Linked DNA regions of Hordeum vulgare: region 1 is linked to region 2. The links are chromatin contacts, called in public Hi-C maps. All regions are on one chromosome and are shown on one strand. The core of a region is the stretch at or near the end of the contact, and the rest is flanking DNA. Distances in the headings are between cores, read along the strand shown.

Evidence for each region. Hi-C and Micro-C count contacts between places; a contact is called where the count stands out from the background.
Region 1: a contact with region 2 is called in a Hi-C map of leaf, with 2.4 times the contacts expected there. The contact joins the promoter of LOC123450598 here to the promoter of LOC123446576 in region 2. A contact is called at or near these places in 3 of 6 Hi-C or Micro-C datasets (leaf and seedling).

The regions. Positions count from the first base shown.
Region 1 is chr4H:441,278,735-441,282,654 of MorexV3_pseudomolecules_assembly, reverse strand. LOC123450598 (sex determination protein tasselseed-2-like) reads left to right here and starts at 2,337. Exons shown (of 1, transcript XM_045127767.1): 1 at 2,337-3,575. The coding sequence starts at 2,337. The coding sequence ends at 3,416.
Region 2 is chr4H:440,932,012-440,935,795 of MorexV3_pseudomolecules_assembly, reverse strand. It overlaps LOC123446576 (senescence associated gene 20-like), which reads right to left and starts at 2,222. Exons shown (of 1, transcript XM_045123152.1): 1 at 1,227-2,222. The coding sequence starts at 1,895. The coding sequence ends at 1,479.

The DNA of each region.
Region 1 (3,920 bases), core at 1,088-3,587, 350 kb before region 2:
CGTATTGTAGAAGCCTTGCAACAAAGGTAATGTTGTAGAAATTTTTGACAACATGACACTTGTTCCGGAAATATTTTGGAGGTGTTCGCCGCTATTGCAACAGAGTACTCGTTGCAAAAAACTAATTGAGTGCATCGGATCATGGCCTATAGATAATGAGCATTAGGAGCTTAATTTCCCTGCAGTTTTGTCCTTGTCCGGCATCAATAATGCATGTGTTAGCCTTGTCTCGAGAGCTTAGCCTTGCACCGGCCTTTGCTAAGATGGATTTGCTTGGCTCCAACTTGGCTTGGCCATAACATGGCTATGCCTAGCTAGCTAGCTAGCCAGGCGATCGATGCTGACCTGCGAGCAAGCAGCAATAGTTTAAGGTCAAGAGCCAAATACAAAGAGCAGATTCGTCCACGTAACAAACTAACCCTCATTTCATAGTCTCCATCCCTTCCACGAGAGGATATACTACTACAACTACGTGGGAGTATAACTCAGAAAAGTCTACTGAAAGCGCCACGTCCCTACGCCATCTCACGGAAACTCAATAAGTAGCATGCGTACACCCTGGCTTCCTCACCTCGACAACATACGTGTTAACATCAGCATCACGTCACCAGTACATATACTGGTATACATGCATGTACACGGTGCGGGATAAGACTGATGTAAGTACGTGCGTAAGGGAGAGGGGGTATACGCTCAAAAAAAAGAGGAGATGGGTAATACGAATACGGTATGCCTACGGAGTAGTACTGGGTGAAGTTAATTCTCTGGTCGCTAGCTGCAAAAGTGCTCAGGCGGTGACGCCAAGATTTGGTCAATTCGTTTAGCTCGTCTGCAACCGGGCCCCGACGAGAGACGAAGCCAGTTTTTTATACCCAGAGTTGATGAGATGGCGGAGGTAGGGTTCGTGGCCTTGTTCGCTTTTGACTTTGGTAGAGGTTAAACATTGGGGTTGCCGTTGGTGTGGGGTGGACTAAAACTCGTCTCCTTTCAAAGGAGACTATTCATCCTGGCAAGGAAAGAAAAAAAAAGACTATTCTGCACTGTATATGTATGTCTCCTCTGTACCGATTGGATGCGATTAATCTGGCGACCAAAATGTTCCCATGCATGAATGTGTGATGGAGCTGTTCGGTCTGTGGCCAGAAATTAGGGTCACCATTGTCCATGAGTCAATAAAAAGCGAGGCGATTAATTCGATCACCGCGGTAAAGCGAGGGGGTGTACGTTACAAGTTGGGCAAATATTTTAGGTATAATGATCAATCAGACTTATCACAGTCTTATACGAAAAAGGAACCGTGAAGCCCAACCAGAGGAGAGAGACACTAAAAGGCTGATATTTTTGTTGTTTTCATTCAAAATCAAAAGAAGAAGAAAAGGGGTTAGTAAAGCGATGAATTAGGTTAGGACTTAGGAGGAGGATGGTGTTGCGTAGGAACCGTTCTCGCACGTAGAATTAGGAGGGGGGTGTTGAACCGGGCTCCGGTCGGCAACTACCCAGCCTGAAAAGTCGAGAGCCGAAAGCCCAAGCAAACACAATGTCTCCTCTCAAGGGGGTTGACCCAGCAACCCTCGGGTAGTCTCATTCCCATGCAATGCAAAGTCCCACGAAAACCAAAAAACAAATATAAAAGGGCATCGGTTTCGTGCTCCTCAATCTTGTGAGCGTCCACACCGATGGTTGAAAGGAAATCCGTCCTAGTTGTTGAGTTAGTCACGCTCACGCATCGGCATCAGCTGAAGCCAGCAGCCAGGACACGACCATCGACCCCCACGTAACTTGCGGTCATCGGAGCCCATCTCCGGCGCCCCAAAACCTGAAGCCGCGGTCAACCCGATCCGTCCGCCCAACCGTGTGCGGCTCTCTCCCCGTCGGTCTCGGCCTTGCTTTTGCTAGTTGCTCCATCCGTTGGTCGTCCTCGCCCTCGCTTCTACGAATGCGCTGGCGTTGGCAACATCTCTGGGTTTTTTCTTTCTCCCTCGTGGACCGGAGATATGCAGTCCGGTCAGAGGCAGTGTCGCCCTCCGTGCTGATCCGATCAGAGTTAAACAAGGCTGTTTAGTTGGCCGCAAAGACCATGACATCAGTGCCAGACAGACAACCATGTACAAGCACCCTCTACTTACTGAACCGCTTGCCACATACTACTACTACTGTATGTGCTTGGCTAATCACGAATCAAACGATGATAAACTAGTAGCAACAACTTTTTCATTAGGCTAGATAGTAGAAGCAACAACTACGTACGCGTTGAATTACGTGTAGTCCCGCGAGCTGGCCGTACAACCAGTCGCCCGGCCAGCCTATAAGTAGACCCCGCCCTGCGTTCCCCCTAAACCATCAACAGCAAGCTCGCCGCGCTTCACACACTTCCCTCTCATCTCAAGAAGACGACGGTACGTGCGCTGCGCACCAGCCTCGCCGCCTACGCGCAAGAGCTCGCCACGGCCACCGCCATGCCTGCCTTGGACGTCATGCCGGAGAAGGCCCACCAGCCCGCCATGTCGCCGTCGCACCACGCCCATGGGTGGGACGCCAGCGGCGCCCCCACCCCCATGCACAAGAGGCTCGACGGCAAGGTGGCCATTGTCACCGGCGGCGCGCGGGGGATCGGGGAGGCCATCGTCAGGCTCTTCGTCAAGCACGGCGCCAAGGTGCTCATCGCGGACATCGACGACGCCGCGGGCGACGCGCTGGCGGCCTCGCTGGGCCCGCACGTCGGCTCCGTGCGCTGCGACGTGTCGGTGGAGGAGGACGTGGAGCGCGCCGTCGACCGTGCGGTGTCGCGCTACGGCCGCCTCGACGTCTTCTGCAACAACGCCGGGGTGCTGGGCCGGCAGACCAGCGCCGCCAAGAGCATCCTCACGTTCGACGCCGGCGAGTTCGACCGCGTGCTCCGCGTCAACGCGCTGGGCACCGCGCTCGGCATGAAGCACGCGGGGCGCGCCATGATGGCCCGCCGCTACGGGAGCATCGTCTCCATCGCCAGCGTCGCCGGCGTCCTGGGCGGCCTCGGCCCGCACGCCTACACCGCCTCCAAGCACGCCATCGTGGGGCTCACCAAGAACGCCGCCTGCGAGCTCGGCGCGCACGGCATCCGCGTCAACTGCGTCTCGCCCTTCGGCGTCGCCACCCCAATGCTCATCAACGCCTGGCGCCAGGGCCACGACGCGTCCGCCGCCGACGACGCCGACGCCGACATCGGCCTCGACGTGGCCGTGCCCAGCGACCAGGAGGTGGAGAAGATGGAGGAGGTGGTGAGGAGCCTCGCCACGCTCAAGGGGTCGACGCTCAGGCCCAGGGACATCGCCGAGGCCGTGCTCTTCCTGGCCAGCGACGACTCCAGATACGTGTCCGGCCACAACCTCGTCGTGGACGGCGGCGTCACCACCTCAAGAAACTTGATCGGGCTGTGAAAATTCACATCACCGACCTCGCATCCATCTACTACTAGCATCTAGATCACCATCAGTAGGAGGAACAAATTAAAGATGATTGTCTAGCCCGCAACTCTACTCTACTCAAGTTCTTTGGTTCGTTCGATGGGTTAATTGATTGATTGATTCCGTGTGTTATTCGTCTGAGCATTCTTGCTTTCGTGCTGCATTTTTCTGGCTTGATTGGTTTTGTCTCTGTGTCCTGCAACGCTCCAATCGTTTCATCGTTTGGGCTCTGGCTAGCAGCCTAGCTGATACGATCTGAAACAGAAAGTACAGTATTACTACTCCTAGTAGTAGCACTGTGAATCAGTTAGGACTAGCCTAGCTTGCAGCTTTTAGTAGTACTAGCACACTGTACTTTTATGAACCAGTTGCGATTATCAAACGGGCCACTGGGAAATTTTGGGCCGCACACACGAAAGCTTTCTTCCCCTGGAGTTGGAAGGAATGGGTGATTAGTTTGTACGTACATTTACAATT
Region 2 (3,784 bases), core at 973-3,472:
AAAGGAGAACGATGAGGCGACCAAGTACGTACATCGATTATTTATCTGCACAAACTGATTTCATTTTGGTCAAATCGTAATAACTTGTGTTTGAACAGTATAGACAATAATGTAGAGCTACTGATTAATTAATAATTAGGGTGGTCCAGTTGACCATACATAAGAAACCACAAAAAAAAATCTTAAAAAAAGAACCCCACAAAAATCAGATGCCAGCCACAAGTATACAAGTATACCTAATAAAAGCGCATGCATACCGACGTCGACTCCGAAAGGCAAGTTCGCTGGTTCGTGGGTACTGCTTCTCCGGCTCGCCGTTAAAATTTCAGCGGCTAATAATTCAGATAGGTACATGCATATGAGTGTGAAAGTTCAGTCGAACAGGGCACATGTTTCAGACCTCCAGTTCCAGAATGCCCATCGATCTCATCTCATTGCCGAGAGAACAGCTACCATATCAGATTATGTGATGGCATGCTGTCACGCACATCACACAGCCGAAGATCAAAAAGCTTATGTGCGTCTGGTGTGGCCAGTGAAATCCTGAACTTTTCTCAGATGAAGTAAAGTATAACTTGTTGGATTTTCTTAAGTCTGCTCCTTTATACTAAAGGTGCTGAAAGCCTGAAGTGCTCTCCAACAGCAAGTTCAGATGCCCCAGTTTGCAAGCAAAGGCAAGGCCCCAGGAAAAGAAAAGAAGAAGATCCAAAACGAAAACCCAGACGTTTTTTTTTTTTTTGTGGGTCAACCACCTTTTACACGTCAGAAATAATTGGAAACGGACAGTTCAGTTGGAAAAGAAAAGAGGAAATTCCAGACTTGTTGTGTTCCTCAAGTGCCATCGGGAATCCAGCAAACTTCACATCAAGGATTTGTTTGGTGTGTGCTACGTTGAAAGCAACACCCTGAACTTTTCCCGCCGGGATGCGGGAGACTTTCCGTTACTCTGGTATGAATCTCTGCATCCGTGTACTCGGTTTATCCAGACTTTTGTTTTCGTGCATGCTTTGATTTGTCCCCAACGTATGCATTTTTTGCCAAGAATACATGAGAGGTGCCACTCTTACGGAAACAACAATTGCTGACTCAATTAGTTTTCAATCTGTGGTGAAATAAAATTAAACAGGAGTCACTCGCTTCATTTGAAGACCGGACCGGTCACTCATGGCACCAAGGAAACAGGAAAGACAGAAAAAAAGAAATGGAGGTGACTCATCACACATTGCTTAAGGGTCCAATACATTATACTTTTATTCAGCCGCAATAGCAAGCCATTGCCGCAGTAGTAGTACACATCATAATCCATGATTTAGACCAAATAAATCACACTGGTAATCAAGCACGCAAAGCGATAGTGGTTGTGGTGGAAGTGTGGGATCCCTGATTACTCTACTCGCACGCAGGTCGCAGGCAGTTGAGTTCAGCAGCCCATACGCCAAGACCTTAACTTGCAGCTTACTCAATGGTAGGCTCTGTTCTTAGATGGCGAGGACGAGGCCCGGCAGCGACTTGCGCGCGCGGTCGGTGCGGCGGCTCTGCCACAAGCACTTGGGCCACTTGGGTGTGTGCGCCGGCGAGGAGAGGCCCGAGGACGTAGACGAGGAGGGGGAGGAAGAGGTAGAAGAAGATGAGGAGTGGGTAGGAGAGCTCGCGCTGGCGTTCTTGGTGGCCGCCGCGGCGGAGAGGCGTGTGACGGTGAGGTCGGTGTTGAAGTACTCCCTGAGCTGGGTGATCACCCCATCGGGCCCGACGGTCCAGGCGTGCACCCAGTAGAGGAGCTGGCCGGCGCCGTCGGCGCTCCCCTCGGCGACGACGGTGGAGCCGAAGGCGTCGACGGAGCGAGGGCAGAACCTGAACTCGTCGTTGGTGCCGGCGCCGGTGAGGAGGCGCATCATGTGCTGGTGCGCGGGCGGGCCATGGAACCACCACTCGAGGTCCGGGGCCAGCAGGTCCTGCGCCCGGCGCGCGTCGCGGGCGTTGAGCGCCTCGTAGAGGCGCAGCACGAGGAACTTGCCGCGCTGCTCCTCCGTCTCCCCACCGCCGGCCAGCTCCGCGTCCGTGTCGTGCGGCGCCGGCGCCGCCGCGTGGGGCTGCTGATGGTTAGCCAGCTCCTGCCGCGAAGCCCCCGCGTAGGCTCCGGTCTCCGCCGCTTCAAGAAGAGGAAGAAGCCTGTTGAGAAGCGAGGCGATGGATTGTGATTGAGAGCTTGGAGGTGGAAGCGGGAGAGAGGGGTGAAGGGTTTAGCGGCGCGCGGAGCAGCTTTTATAGGCCGCGCGCGCTGCTACTGCTAGCCTATCCTGGGGCGCGTTTTTGAAGCGTGGCTATTAGCGACTCTCTGTCATGCTAACTTCTGTCGTCGTGGCCAAGTTTTAGGAACCGTAACATGCGTGGTTTTTTTCCGGCTTAGTGCAAGATAGGGTGCAAACGCTAGCTGCGTGAAGTCCGTGTCTGGGTGCGATGGAGTACTTCATTGTGGAGTCCAGACTCCAGAGGACCATTGGACAAGACTGCAATAGTTGGCCAGTTGTAATCCATTATCCATAATGTTGTACAACAACCACTGTTGCGTAACAATCTGCGGGTACAAGCTTCGACGGTGGAGAAATAACAAAATAAAATGGTGAGCCTTGCTTGCTGCCTTGAAAGAAAACAAAATCACCGCGCACAAAATGCAAACAAATACTCCGTGAGCCGTCACTTGTCAGAAGGCAGAGGCCCCGCCTCCGGGGCGGTGAACTTCGTGGTAGCTGTCGCTCGCTCGGTAGCCACGAGCAGAGGTCGGTGTCTCAGGGAAGGACCGAGGAAAGTGATCCTTTTTCGAAGGATGGGTGATCGCTCGCGCGCGTGTCCTGTGTCTGGTAGTACCGTGCGCGCGGCACCATTTGCACCCATCAGTCCGATCCGATCCGATCCGATCCGATCCAATCCAATCCCTGCGCTTGCATCTTGAGTAGGGGGTATACGCACGCACGTACGCTCTGGCATGCATGCATGATACGTACTGTACTACGGCATGGCACAGTAGGAGCAGTACAATACTCGCAATAATGCGGCGTCTTTTAGGCAGCATGGTTTGTCGTCTGCCGGGGGCGTGGCAATCGGGGGAGGCCCGGGCAGAGACGTCAGTCGCCACCGGACTGGCCGAGAGCACGTACCGGCAGTATCACCGCACCAGGGAATAATGAATTCTGTTGGAGGAAAGGAGGAGGAGCAAAAGAGTATTAAAAGCACCGAGTTCGATACATTGGTTGGTTGGTGCGTGCTCATGATGCAGCAAAATCTTCAGGCTTTGTTTGGTAGAAGTGAATTTGGGAGGTTTGAAGAGGAGGGGATTTAAGGAGATTTGGTGAATCCCTTTCTTTCACCCAATTCTTTTAAACCTTTGGGGTTTTGCTTCCATCAGTCTCTGAAAAAGATCCTGAAACACATTAATAGAAAGGGATTAAAGGGAAACGGAAGGGATTCGGTTAAGCAAACCCCTCTTATCAAATAAACGTCCGAGGTTTTGTGGGGTTTTTGACCCTTTCAAGGATTTTCCTCTCAAAACCTGTTAAATCTCTTCGTGCCAAACGAGGCCTCAGGCGGAGAATGGGTATACTACAACTCCAGTTAGACGAGCACCACGTCTGGGCATGCATGGATAGCTCTCGGAGCATTTGCTTACAGCCAAATGTACAAACAGTAGTCAAAGTAGTTCTTTGACTGTTCTTCCTCTTCTTACCACGCAAGTAGCCAAGTAGACATCCATCTCAGCGTGGCAGTAGCACAAATCAAACCACCCACT